Linked DNA regions of Sus scrofa: region 2 is linked to region 1. The links are chromatin contacts, called in public targeted proximity ligation maps. All regions are on one chromosome and are shown on one strand. The core of a region is the stretch at or near the end of the contact, and the rest is flanking DNA. Distances in the headings are between cores, read along the strand shown. Region 1 overlaps EML4 (echinoderm microtubule-associated protein-like 4). Region 2 has its middle 51 kb from the start of PKDCC.

Evidence for each region.
Region 2: a targeted proximity ligation map of alveolar macrophages shows a contact between it and region 1. A contact is called at or near these places in 1 of 5 promoter capture datasets (liver), 3 of 47 Hi-C or Micro-C datasets (blood and liver) and 1 of 2 datasets of targeted methods (alveolar macrophages).

Annotation. Positions count from the first base shown.
Region 1 is chr3:98,138,273-98,145,136 of Sscrofa11.1, reverse strand. All of the region lies in intron 1 of EML4 (echinoderm microtubule-associated protein-like 4), which reads left to right. Among named protein-coding and RNA genes, the nearest start is that of EML4, 14 kb to the left of the region's middle.
Region 2 is chr3:98,214,154-98,220,481 of Sscrofa11.1, reverse strand. No RefSeq gene overlaps it. Among named protein-coding and RNA genes, the nearest start is that of PKDCC, 51 kb to the left of the region's middle.

The sequences.
Region 1 (6,864 bases), core at 1,812-4,311:
GTAAGTACCATTCATGCCGGCTTCTGTATTCTTTTGACATATTCCCATCACTCTTTGAAGACTCTCTTGCTTTTTGACACAATGAGGTGATTCAGGTGTACAATTCAGCTTCTAATAACTAGCCTTTTTTTTTTAAAGTAAGGTTCAGGTGAGATTTTGAATTAAGTCACTGTAAGTTAGTGAACATTCTTTACAGTTCTTATAATTTTGTAGCTGCATAATAGTTTATCTCATGCTTAAACATTATGTTAAACACAAGAACTAGACCATTAACATAAATTAGCTTGAAGGTATTTGCTGAGTGGGAAGACATTCAGGATTATGTTTGTTCTTATTCTGTTACTATATTTAAACAATCAACAGTTATCTTAGAGCAACATACTCTTAGGTGGTGTGTGTGTTGGAGGGGTTGGGTTAGAGAAAATATATTTAAGCAGCAAAATCAACTTTTTTTTCCCCTTATAATATTGTGACCAACTTTCTTTCTCAGCAAGTATATATATAAACTTTATAGTATTCCATTATTTGGACATCTGCTTTAGCTGTGTATATAGAACATAATTTAACTTAACGTTAAATTGATGACTGATGGTGCTTATTATGAGCATTAGACATTGTTCTGCGCTGTAATAGCAGTGGTGCCTCCTAGAGCAATTTGTGTAGGGCTGTGTGCTCCATACACTGAATGACTCTAGACAGTTATAACTGTCTTCCTTGCTATCGTTTGTCACCTAGTGTCAGTGTACTCTACCCTTCCTTCTCATTTTATTATTTTCAAAAATCTCACCCATAATATTTGAGTTTATATCTCTTGAAAGGACTCTAATTATTATTAATTAGACTTAAAATTGGACAGTAATTTCTTAATAGCAAATATCCAGTCAAATATCCCTGATCTAAGTGTCATTTTACAGTGATTTGTTTAAGGTTTAAACAAGATTCATACATTGCACTTGTCTTTTTTGTTGTTGTTGCTATTTCTTGGGCCGCTCCCGCGGCATATGGAGGTTCCCAGGCTAGGGGTCGAGTCGGGGCTTTAGCCACCGGCCTACGCCAGAGCCACAGCAACGCAGGATCCGAGCCACATCTGTGACCTACACCACAGCTCACGGCAACGTCGGATCATTAACCCACTGAGCAAGGGCAGGGACCGAACCCGCAACCTCATGGTTCCTAGTCGGATTCGTTAACCACTGCGCCACCACGGGAACTCCATATACATTGCACTTGGTTGCTGTCTCTTAAGGCTTCTAATCTCTACATTTCCCTTCCCTTTGTTCTTTTGCAATTTGTTAAAGTTTTGTCCTGTAACATTTAACACAAGTACTGACTGCATCCTTTGATGTTTTTTAAACATGTTTCTTGTTTATCCTTTAAATTGAAACTTACAGATTTTTATATTTTTGATGTATTTTGATCTGCTACCTTTATTCTTCTAAATTTTGATGCTTAGATTTTCCCATCTTTGACCTAGTCCTAGTGCTCTGTTAGCTTCCTTGTTTTTTTGTTTGTTTGTTTTTATTTCTTTTTAGGGCGACACCCACAGCATATGGAGGTTCCCAGGCTAGGGGTTGAATTGGAGCTGTAGCCACGGGCCTATGGCACAGCCATAGCAATATCAAATTCAAGGCTCATCTGCCACCTACACCACAGCTCACTGCAAAGCCGGCTCTTTAACCTACTGAGTGAGGCTAGAGATTGAACCTGCATCCTCATGGATGCTAGTTAGATTGGTTTCTGCTGAGCCATGATAGGAAATCCATCTTCCTTGCTTTTTGATGTGATGAGGTGTTCAAACTTTTCTTTTACACTTCCAGCTCCAATTCTGCAATCAGCTATTTGTCTAAGAAGTTGTGGTTCCTTTTGGCAGGAAATGGTACTCTAAGCTCTGGAGATGCTCATTGTTACTGGATTGGTTATTGTTTCTAGTCTAGCCTTTCTTTTGATTTCCCATTTTAAATTGGCTGTAGGCTAGGAAACCCGATAACAAAGCTGGTTTGACTTATATAAGAATTGTTTTGGATCTCAAAAAAGAACCCAGAGATCAAGGCCTATGCCAATTTAAATTGTATAATGTAGTACCTAACAGGGATAGGATCATACGCAGTAAGTATTGCTAATGTTGGTAATATATGAGTAACGTAATACCAGATGTTCCTCAAAATAAAGTAATAGACTTCTGAATGTCTCTTAATAAAATACCTGAGCTTTTAGTTCACAGCCTGATGATTTGTATATAATTTAAATTATAAACCTTTTATGCTCCCTGTATTTTCTTTTGTTAAGATTATCTTTTTTCGGAGTTCCCGTCATGGCTTAGTGGTTAATGAACCCGACTAGTATCCATGAGGATGCAGGTTTGATCCCTGGCACCGTTTAGTGGGTTAAGGATCCAGCGTTGCGTGAGCTGTGGTGTATGTTGCAGAGGCGGCTCAGATCCTGAATTGCTGTGGCTGTGGGGTAGGTTGCTGTGGCTGTGGTGTGTGCCGGCAGCTGTAGCTCCGATTCAACCCCTGGCCTGGGAACCTCCATATGCTGTGGGTGCGGCCCTAAAAAGACAAAATAAAATAAATAAATAAAAAGATTATCTTTTTTTGTTTCTTTTGTTTTTATCTTTTAGGATAAATCTCAGGATCAGTGATGTGTTAGTATGTTAGAGTCAAATTATGCTATGTTATTGTCATATTCCATAATAACGCACGCTTTTCTTTTTAAAATTTTTTCCAGATAATGTACTTTTTCTAACTTTGCAAAGTTGACGTCTTCCTAAATTTGAGATGACTTTCTGTTTTCAAATAAAACTCTATTTAGTTTTGATAGCTGACATTTTTCTTTAAATCATTTTTTTACTCTCGCATATTGGTCTTGAACAACTGCTTACACTGATCATTAAGTGACAGTAGAATGCTGATCTTTAAGTGACACATCAGAGCAAATGAAAAAATTTGTTTTTCTTTGAGCCATTTGTTCCAGAAAAATGTCATAACTGACTTCTGTTTTTGAGTGAGTGGGAGGGGTTTTTTGTTTGTTTTTTAAAAAAACTTTGAAGGATATCCTGTTTTGAGATTAGATAGGGCATAGCCTTTGATTTTCTTTGACTGCTTTGAGTACCTCTTGGCATTCATCTTATGTCTAATCCTCTCCAATTATAATTAGTGTGGATGTGTGTTTGGCACAAACAACATTTTCTTGATTTTTAGGATCTGTTACCTTGGATCATTTGAGATAGGGTATTGGGAAACAAAGTTTAGAGTAAAGAGAATGACAGAGAAAGTATCAATATTTGACTTCTTTTCTTGAAATTTTTGTGAAGGCTCGTGAGTGGAATTTAATGATTATATGCACACTGAAACTTTAGCACTGTAAAACTCCTTGGTTTTTTAGTGCATACTATCCTGGGGCTCAGGTTATAGGTTTGAGTCCCATATGGTCCACTTGTTTTTTCCTGTTTTCCTTTTCAGAAAACACATTCATTAATTTAATAGGTTTTGATTAGCTTCCTTGAATCACGATTTGTGCTAAGTGCAGTGGAAATTGGTGAATGAGACACTCAAAATCCCTACTTTCATGAAGCTTATAATTCTGTGGGGTATTCAGGCAGTATTTATTCAGGAAATATTTATTGAATGCTTGGTATGGGCTCAGCATTCTTCCAGCTATAAACATAGTCCTTATGGAGCTTATGATGTTGGCCTTTAAAATACAGAGTAATAAGAATTGTGATGTTAAAGTATAGAAAGCTTTGGAAACAAAGGAAAAGGCTATCTTAAAGTCCACTATCCAGCCTTTTATGTTATTTCAAGGTATAAGCAGAAAAATAGAGGTCAGGTCACAGTAATCCTCCAGTTCTTGGAAATGGCTTAAAGAAATGACATTTACTTTTTTTTTCCCCTATTCTCATACACCTGAGAAAACTACCAATAAAGCTCACTTTGGTTGCAGTTGAAGCCTTCAGAGAATATTGTCAGCTTTGCCCTCCTGGTGTCATCCTAATTTAAATCAGTGAATTCATTTTAACTTCTGTCCTCTCTCTGTTACCTGTGTAAGTGGTACTTTTCTAAGATACTTGCTTTTTCTGTACCTTTGTTGGAGTATGAGTCCTGTAATTTGGTCTATGGTCTTCAATATTCTTGCTTTAGGAAATAATCATGGATGTAGTAGTTTATAGACTACATTTCAAGAAATAGGTTCCCATGGATAACTTTCTGAAAGAGTGACAAAGCAAAGGCACTAACATTTATTCAGTTATGATTTCAGGAACTGTGTTATATACTTTATATAAATTAACTGTGATAACTAAATGGCAAAAAAAAAAAAATGTTAGTTTCCGTTTTAAAAAATACCCTCAAGAGTAACTTTTAAGTAGATTGAATAAAACTGAACCTGTTATTACAACTCTTTGTATGAGGATGGTGATTACAGTAATTTTCCTGACAGCCTTTTGGTGGCTGAAATGAACTGTTACTCCCAGTACGAAAATCTAATAATGCAGCAAGTATATATTCAGCAAGTGCTGGATGCAAGGAATTTCTTTCATACTGGGAATATATCAGTGAACAAAAGAAACAAAAATTCCTACTGAAACTTATAGGGAAGAGAGATAGATAGTAAACAATTTTCATGACATTATTCACTTTTAGGATCTTATTGACTCCTGCATAAACAGTGAGTCTGCATTGTTACTTACAAACATACTATCTTTTTTTCATAGAATAGATGGTAATGTAGCCTGTGTGGATTTTGGTTGTGTCAGATAAGCTTAGAGAAAAGTAGTTTTGGGGATGCATAAACAGGTAGGTATAGCATTGACAATTGTGCTAAGGCTGCTTTGTTATCATAAATCTTAGTCACTGTATCTGATCATGTGATAGTTTTGGAATAGTATATATACACTTCTTAGATATCCAGTCTCAGATTCTTAATTTGTCTTTTTGTTTCATATTTAAGGTTTTGTTGTTTACTATAGTACTTTTATGTTTGGATGTGTATCTTTCAGTTGTAATATTTTTTCCTTATGGAAAAAATTGTGTTTTTATAAAATCTCCCCCCCCCTCCATGTTAGTTACTATATGTCAGCGTTTATTAACCTGGATTCAAGACCCCTATTGAGTTACTATGGAGAATTCCCAGGATGCTGTGGAGCTCTCCAGACAGCTGTTTGTGGGTGGTGGTAATGGTATAGGCAAACAGTGGGTTGTGTGACCAATATGAGGTCACCTCTTTTACCTTCTGGCCTTCTTTCTTTCCGGACTTTAACACCTACTTTGGTGCTTAAAGAGGTTTGGGCTCTTTTGGTGTGTTCTGAGCAGTTGTTTAGTGGTAGCACCTATAAGATGATGTTAGATGATTTTGGGGTGGGACTCACCGGAGTGTAACTCTGTCACAACAAACAAAAAAGTTGTTTCAGTAGTTTGAAAACCATTGGTGTAGTTTTAAGTGTTCTGACCCACTGTAGGAAATTCTTTTAATGTCTAGAAATTAATGTCTTAGCTTTTTTTTTTTTTTTTTTTTTTTTTTTTTTTTTTTTTTTTGTCTTTTTTCCTTTTCTAGGGCCGCACCCGAGGCACATGGAGGTTCCCAGGCTAGGGGTCTAATTGGAGCTGTAGCCACCCACTGGCCTACGCCAGAGCCACAGCAACGCAGGATCCGAGCTGCATCTGCAACCCTCACCATAGCTCACGGCAACACAGAATCTGAGCTGCGTCTTCGACCTACACCACAGCTTGGCAAGGCCCAATCCTTAACCCACTGAGCAAGGCCAGGGATGGAACCCACAACCTCATGGTTCCTAGTTGGATTTGTTAACCACTGAGCCACGACAGGAACTCCATGTCTTAGCATTTGATCTTTCCTACTCTCATTTATTATGCATATGACCACCGGATTATTCTTTCAATACAGTATTTTTGTTGTCACTCCCCAGCTTAAAAACTTTTTGTTGTTTTCAATTTCTGTGTGTTAAACTCTTAGCATGGGCTACGGGGTCCAACTTACTAGCTTAACAGTCTCATCCCTTTTAAGGAATCTAATGTGGATTAAGAGTCTTTCCTTGCCTCATTTCTTGCTACCTTGTTTCTTCTTATGCTATTATTTATTATATTATAGATTACATAAATAAGATATAGAGTGCCGTATACCCTAGGGAAAATTAGGGAATTTGAAAATCAACAGATAAGATAAAGACATTCCTAAAAGTTGTATGAGAAAGTGTCTTTAGAGCAAGGTTTTGAAAATCACTTTCTTTTCCTGCTTATTAATCTGTTCCTGCCTCTCTCATCACTGATATTTAGTGTAACATGGATAAGCCAATCTGCTATTTTGCCAAATCTTCTTTGGGAATTTGGCGTTTTTGTTATCAAGTAAAATGTGTTCTTTTGTTTGGTTTTGGTTTGGGATTTTTTTCTGCATGCGGGAGTTCTGGGGCCAGGGATCAAGCCCAACACACAGCAGTGACCTGAACTACAGCAGTGACAACACTGGATTGATCCTTAACCTGCTGAGCCAGCAGGGAACACCTAAAATGCTTTCTTTTTTGTTGTTTTTGTTAAATCAACTATACTTTCATTAAAAGATTGTTTTAAATGCATCCTTTTTTGGGGAGGGTCTTTTTAGGGGTTCCCAGACTAGGGGTTGAATCAGAGCTGCAGCTGCTGACCTACACCACAGCCACAGCAACTCAGGATCCGAGCCTACACCACTGCTCACAGCAATGCCAGATCCTTAACCCACTGAGCAAGGCCAGGGATAGAACCCAAGTCCTCATGGATACTAGTCGGGTTTGTTAACTGCTCAGCTGCAATGGGAACTCCTTAAATGCATTCTTGATAGCAAATTCTCACGTTTGTTTTTAAAACATTATTGAGC
Region 2 (6,328 bases), core at 637-3,136, 77 kb before region 1:
TACCTGCCAGGGCCTTGCAGGAGAGTCCCTCCCCAGGTTTAGGTCTGGCTACTCAGAAGCCCCTAGAGAGGGTGGAAGTTTAAGCTGATAACTTGGGACTCAGAGATGTGGATCAGTTTGAGAAACCATGACGCTGCCCTGTTCCAACCTGAAACAGAAGGGAGGGCAGGGTGGGGAGCAGACATAGCCAGCGCCATCCTGGTCCCAGGGCACCACCCTCTGTGACCCAGTCCCATTCGGAATGGGTGGACAGCCGCACTTCTGGAATCAGACCCTCCTGAGCCCTCTGTGGAGAAAGGAGGTGGGCCAGGGTGGGAAGTATGTGGAGGTGGGGGAAGGTAGGAGCGGGAAAAGGGCGTTTATCACTCAAGCAAACTCAGAGCCTAAAACCAGGGAAAGAGCGTGAGAATGGGCCCTGGGATTAAGGTTAGGATCAAGGTGTGACGGTCAAAGCGGTCTCGGGGAAGTAATAGTACAGGGCGCTCTGGCCTGGACTTGCCTTGGGGTGGGAGGCGAGAAAGGCCGGACAGGCGTAGACAAGTGCGTTCTCTGCGTCTGCCGGAAGCAAAGGCTTTCTAGCAGGATCTCCATTTGCTCTGCTTTTCCTTTGGTCTCTGCTTCTGTTTGTACTGTGCTGCCCAATTCTCATTCATTCACTTAACAAACATTTAAATAGCCTAGAACATTTGGAGATATCCGTGGCCAGGGCTTTCCAAAAAGCGTAGGCTGGACCTTGCAGAGGCCTCACTGCCTGGAGCAGCAGGCTCCCGCTCTGCGGCGCCGCTCGCGTGCTGCGTGCTGCGCGTGTAGTGCAGCCCCAGAGCCTGCGGCCTGATGCCAGATCAGCGGGGAGGGGGCAGGACCTCTCCCCCAGATGGGCAGCCCAGATAACCTGAGCCACAGACAGGTTAAGGGGGCAGGAGACTTGGGCAGGACGCGGGAGTCTCTGCCGGGGACGAGCCTACGCCCTTTCACGTGCCCTGGGAGCTCCGATGCTGGCAGTGAGTGGCGGCGGCGCTCCCAAGGGAGGACTCCCTCTCCGTGCCCGAGGCTGGGAGCCCGGGCAGCCCTGGCCAGCGCCCCGCCCGCCCCGAGGCCCGAGCGAGGCGCCGCGGGAGGAATTCCAGCCATTTCCTCTGCGCCGCGCGGTATGTGGCCTGCTCGCTGCCCGACCGCAGCGCGGCCCGGAGGTGGGGGCCGGCGGCGCGGGCCAGTCACCAGCCGTGTCTGGCAGCTGCCTCAGCCTCGCCGTCCTGCTCCGGATCCCCGGCCGGCCACCTCTCGTCCCGGGCCACCAAACCAGCCGTTGGCTTGCAGCGGCCCCGGGCTTGCGCGGTGTCCCTGGGCCCCAGCTCCTCCTCGCTCGGCTGCCGCCACCGCCGGAACTGCTCCGGCCCCGCGCCCGCCCTCTCTTCTCCGTGGTCCCAGCCGCCGCGACCCCCTGCGGGTCCCCAGAATCAGAGTTTGAAACTGACGGTGGCCCTTGCTACGTCACCTTGGGGCACATCCCTTAGCCTTTCTAAGCCTCAGTTTCTCCACCTGTGAAATGGTCACCCTAACAATAATGCCGCCTCATTTGTGCCGCCCTGAGGTTAAAAGAGAAGAGTAATGTCAATGATGTTTTCGATTCTCTGGGTATCTGCGGCTGCCATCGTTAACTTTCCTGGATCTTCGGCCCAGCCTGCCCAGGGCCTCTACACCAGTATAAGTGGCGGTGGAGTCGTCAGGGCAGCTTTAGGGGTAGGCACAGTGGATGGCTGCCTCAAGGACCGGCGTTGGACTCTTCCTCGGGACTCTTTGCCCTCTAGGTCCTTGAAAAGCCCAAAGGACAGTTATTTCATTTTTTTAGATGATGTCATCGCAGTCTGAGAGCAACCAGGCATGTAGTGATTAGGAGAAGTTGAGGGTGCGGACCTAGATGGTGGGGCCGCAGACTTGGACTCTCCGTGCTGGTCTGAACAGAGGATGGGCCACCACGTGCTCTCTGGGCTCCTCTTTCAAAGTGAGATTCCCCAAGGAGAGCGAACATTCTTCCAGCCTTTAACTCTTTGGAGGAACAGCGGGAAAGGGAAAGCCAGAGCCGCCTGGAGACTGGCAGGGTGGGATCCACTTCCCCCGCCGCCCACACCTGCCTCACCCACGCCCACGGCTGCGGTAAATGCAACACTAGGTGGGGCTGGAAAGCCCCGGGTTTCACCGCCGACTGCTTTGCAGACGCAGCACAGCAGCGCCGCTCTGCCTTGGTGTTCCCCCAGATGGCCCCTTGTTTTGATTTTGTAACTTCCCTTCCAGCTAGAGAGTCCCAAGGCCGAGAATTGGCCCTTGCAGCAAAATGTGCCCGCCTCGTTCCCCACACACGCTGCAGCCGCAGACCGTACAAATCCAGGTGGAGACAGGTCTAGAAACACAGGTGCTATAAATATCCCAGGCCAGCAGGGAGACCCCGCTCTCAGGCAGCCCCTCCCCACTCAGCCTCCCCAGAGCCCAGCACTTCCGGCCACCGCTGCGCTGCGGGCTGCTCTCCCCGAAGTGGGAGGGGTAGGCTTCTTCTGTATCAGAGGCCTGGCTTCTCTTTCCTCTCCCAAGACCCCCTGAGTGCCTAGGCTGAGGGTTTTCTCTCTACTAGAGATAAACCTCCCTAGCTCCCAATCGCAGGCCAGGCTGTGCCCTCCCTCCCCTGGTACTTTTAAAAGGCTTTTTCCGGGACCCCACGTTGTGGCTTTTGTCTGACTCTCTCAAGATGGATGATGGATGCTGCCATTGGTTGGAAGGCAACAAACTAAATCACTTTTTTTTTTTTTTTGGTCTTTTGTCTTTTTAGGGCCACACCCGTGGCATATGGAGGTTCCCAAGCTAGGGGTCCGATCTGAGCTACAGCTGCTGGCCTAGGCCACAGCCACAGCAACGTGGGATCCCAGCCACCTCTGCAACCTACCCCACAGCTCACGGCAACGCCGGATCCTTAACCCCCTGAGCAAGCCCAAGGATCGAACCCATAACCCCATGGTTCGTAGTCGGATTCGTTTCGGCTGCACCAGGACAGGAACTCTTGATTCTAAATTTTTGATAATGGAGTTCCCGTCGTGGTGCAGTGGTTAATGAATCCGACTAGGAACCACGAGGTTGCGGGTTCCATCCCTGCCCTTGCTCAGTGGGTTAACGATCCGGCGTTGCCATGAGCTGTGGTGTAGGTCGCAGATGTGGCTCGGATCCCATGTTGCTGTGGCTCTGGCGCAGGCTGGCAGCTACAGCTCCGATTCGACCCCTGGCCTGGGAACCTCCATATGCCGTGGGAGCGGCCCAAGAAATGGCAAAAAGACAATAAATAAATAAATAAATAAATACAATTTTGATAGCACTTTTCGTTGTGGGGGTGGGGCGGTGGGGAACAGACTGGAGGCAGAGCAAATATAAAAGAGGGGAGAGAAAAAGCTGGGCGTATGCACATGGGAAGAGGGCATATGGCCCCACTAGACAAGGGAGTTGCTTTCCCAGCAGGCTGGTTCCCAGGAGCTCAGTGAGACTTTCTGAGCCAGTCTACTGAGCCTGGGGACTTGGTAGGGTACAGCTTGGGAAAAGGAGCCCCTTGGACACAAAAAGACTCCCCTTAATGAAGTTCCATTGCCTAGGGCTAATGGACTCAGACACGGAAATTGTCCCCAGGAAACTCAGAGATCTGATGCCTCCAGGAGAGTGTGGCAAGAGCAAGGCAGGTTTGGAGGCAATGAGTGAAACCAATCCGAACCACCAGTTTTCAAACGTGGCTGTAAAAATAAGCTTAACCTAAATGCTAAGTCTATCCCTGTTTTAAAAATGAAATCATATCTCTCTTCCAATGCGGGAGCTTACTCTTCAGTCACTGTGCTAAGGAAGTACTTGGCTGTTCATCTCACAGAATCCTACTTAGAATCTACTATTAAGTTCCCATTTTTCTGATGGGGAAACTGAGCCAGAGAGGCTAATTAACTAGCAGAGGAGAGTTTTGAACCCAGGGATCTGACCCCAGGGGTCACATGTGGAATCTCTGCTGTGAGGTAATCAACTCTAATGGTCTCCCTGCCCAGAGATGGAAGTGACTCCATTTCAGCCTTCAGCCGCCTGTCACAGTGAGGAAGACGTGGCTGTAACACTCACCTTTCTCTAACAGACCTGAGTGGTTGAACATCATTGAACTTGATGGCTTTCCTAAGGGGCCAGGCAACCTACTCCAGGACCCCAGAGTGTAGAGGAACAAGCTGTCCATAGGGGAGGACCCCAAAGAGACTAGATGTAGTCACCAAGGTCAGCCCTTCCTGTGTGATTTCAGGACCACATGGAGACCCAAGTGGCCTCCTTATTAAAAACCAAGCATAGGCATTCCCATTGTGGCTCAGCAGTAATGAACCCGAATAGTATCCGTGAGGATGCAGGTTCGATCCCTGGCCCCACTCAGTGGGTTAAGGATCCAGCATTGCCATAGGCTGTGGTGTTGGTAGCAGACGAAGCTCGGATCTGGCATTGCTGTGGCTTTGGCATAGGCTGGCACCTACAGCTAAGATTTGACCCCTAGCCTGGGAACCTCCGTATACCACCGGTGCGACCCTAAAAAGCAAAAAAAAATTAAGGAAAAAAAAAAAAAAAAGCCTAAAAGAACCACTGTGCTTAACACAGAGCCAGATGTGTGCTTAAATTCACACAGGTCTCTGGTATCTCACCTTGGGCCATGGGCCAAAGTGACCCAAAGATATATTTTGTCTGGCTTTCCCAGCATTTTTTTTACAAGCTGAGTTAGTTATCAAACATTTAAAATTGGAAGATTGCACAGAAATACCTGGATTTTTTTTTTTCTTAGCTTCTCCTCCCCAGTCTTAAGGTCTGAGCCGCACTGCACGGGTCACCATAGTCTCAGCCCTCCCATCTTGTCCTCTACCCACCCTCCTGCTTGGCCCATTGGCATTTGAATTCACTGACCCCTACCTCCCTCACGAAAATGCAGTTATTCACTAGAAGAGGTAACTGTGGAGTCTAACTAGTTACGTTCCAGTTTGGATATCTTTTCTTGAGAGCTAGTTAAGGAAGAATAATTGAGGTAAGTTAAAGTAAGGTGAGGAGAGAAAGCGGGGCTCCCCCAGACAAGGCATCAGGCCATACCAGAGAGGATTTTTCAAGTCCTCAAAGACCACAGGGTGAGAAACTGGTGTTTGAACAGCTGACATGGACGTCAGAACATCACCTGTTTCCCAGGAGCTCATCCTCTTATTTAACTTAGCAAACACCACGCTTCTATTAGCATCCTGGGCTGCCTTCCTCAAACCTCCTTCTGGCAGAGCCTTGGGGAATGTCCAGAAGCAAACCCTGGAGGTGATTAGAAGGCTGCCGACTCAGGCTATGAGCGAGCCCAAAGGAATGGGTCTGGCTTTCAACCAGAGCAGAGCTGAGCCCAGAAGAGGAGCTGAATGAAGACAAGAACCAAGTGATTAACTGGGGTTTGAGCAGCCAGGAACTGAAGCACGAGCTCATTCACCAAGATGGTGAGCAGCTGGTTCTCTGAAATGTGGACCACATGAGGGAGAACCATCGTCCTTGAACTTGGAAGCTTTCCTGCCAGAGCAATTTCTGGGTCAGGCAGAGAGGGGAAAAGGTTTTGTATGGAGACGTGACGAGGGATGGGATGGCCTCGGACGGACAATCTGCTGGACTGCGGGGCCACTTCAGCTTTCCCCAAATGCCTATCTGGAAGGGTTTCAGCTCTGTGAATATTTGAGCTCAGACTTTTTTGGCAGGAATCCATGGGCCAAGTGTGTCAACAGAGCCACGGATGTGTACTCTTGGGGTGTGGATGGGGTGCATGTGATGAAGTACTTTTAGGGCTTTTGGAGAAACAGGAAATTCACTTATCAGACAGGAAAATCTATCCAACGTCTTTCAAAACCAGTGGATAACGTGGCAGTCAGAATTGTCACAATTGCTAGGTACAGCCTTTGGAAAAGGCACAAAATTACAGAGCAGGAAAGGAGTAGGAGAGGCCCCCTTCAGGGATTTGCCACATTGAGTCGGGGCACACTCTATTCAGAGGGCCTCCCTCTTACCTCCTGGTCTGATGGGGAGCCCCAGGAATCCCAACACTCAGCCTTGCTGCCTTTATCCGCTTGGTATCTGATGAGGCTAATATCACTGTGTCCTTGTCCCTGTTGTTGTGAGTCCTAAAATCTCCCTGGCTCCCAGGTCACTTCATCCCCAAGAGGCCCCACCTTTCCCCTATTCTGTGGTCTCTGCCGTCTGCCTCAACTCCTGAAACTCTTCCTCTGTGACCTCTAGAGTTCATAGTCCATGATTAGCAAACTCTCTA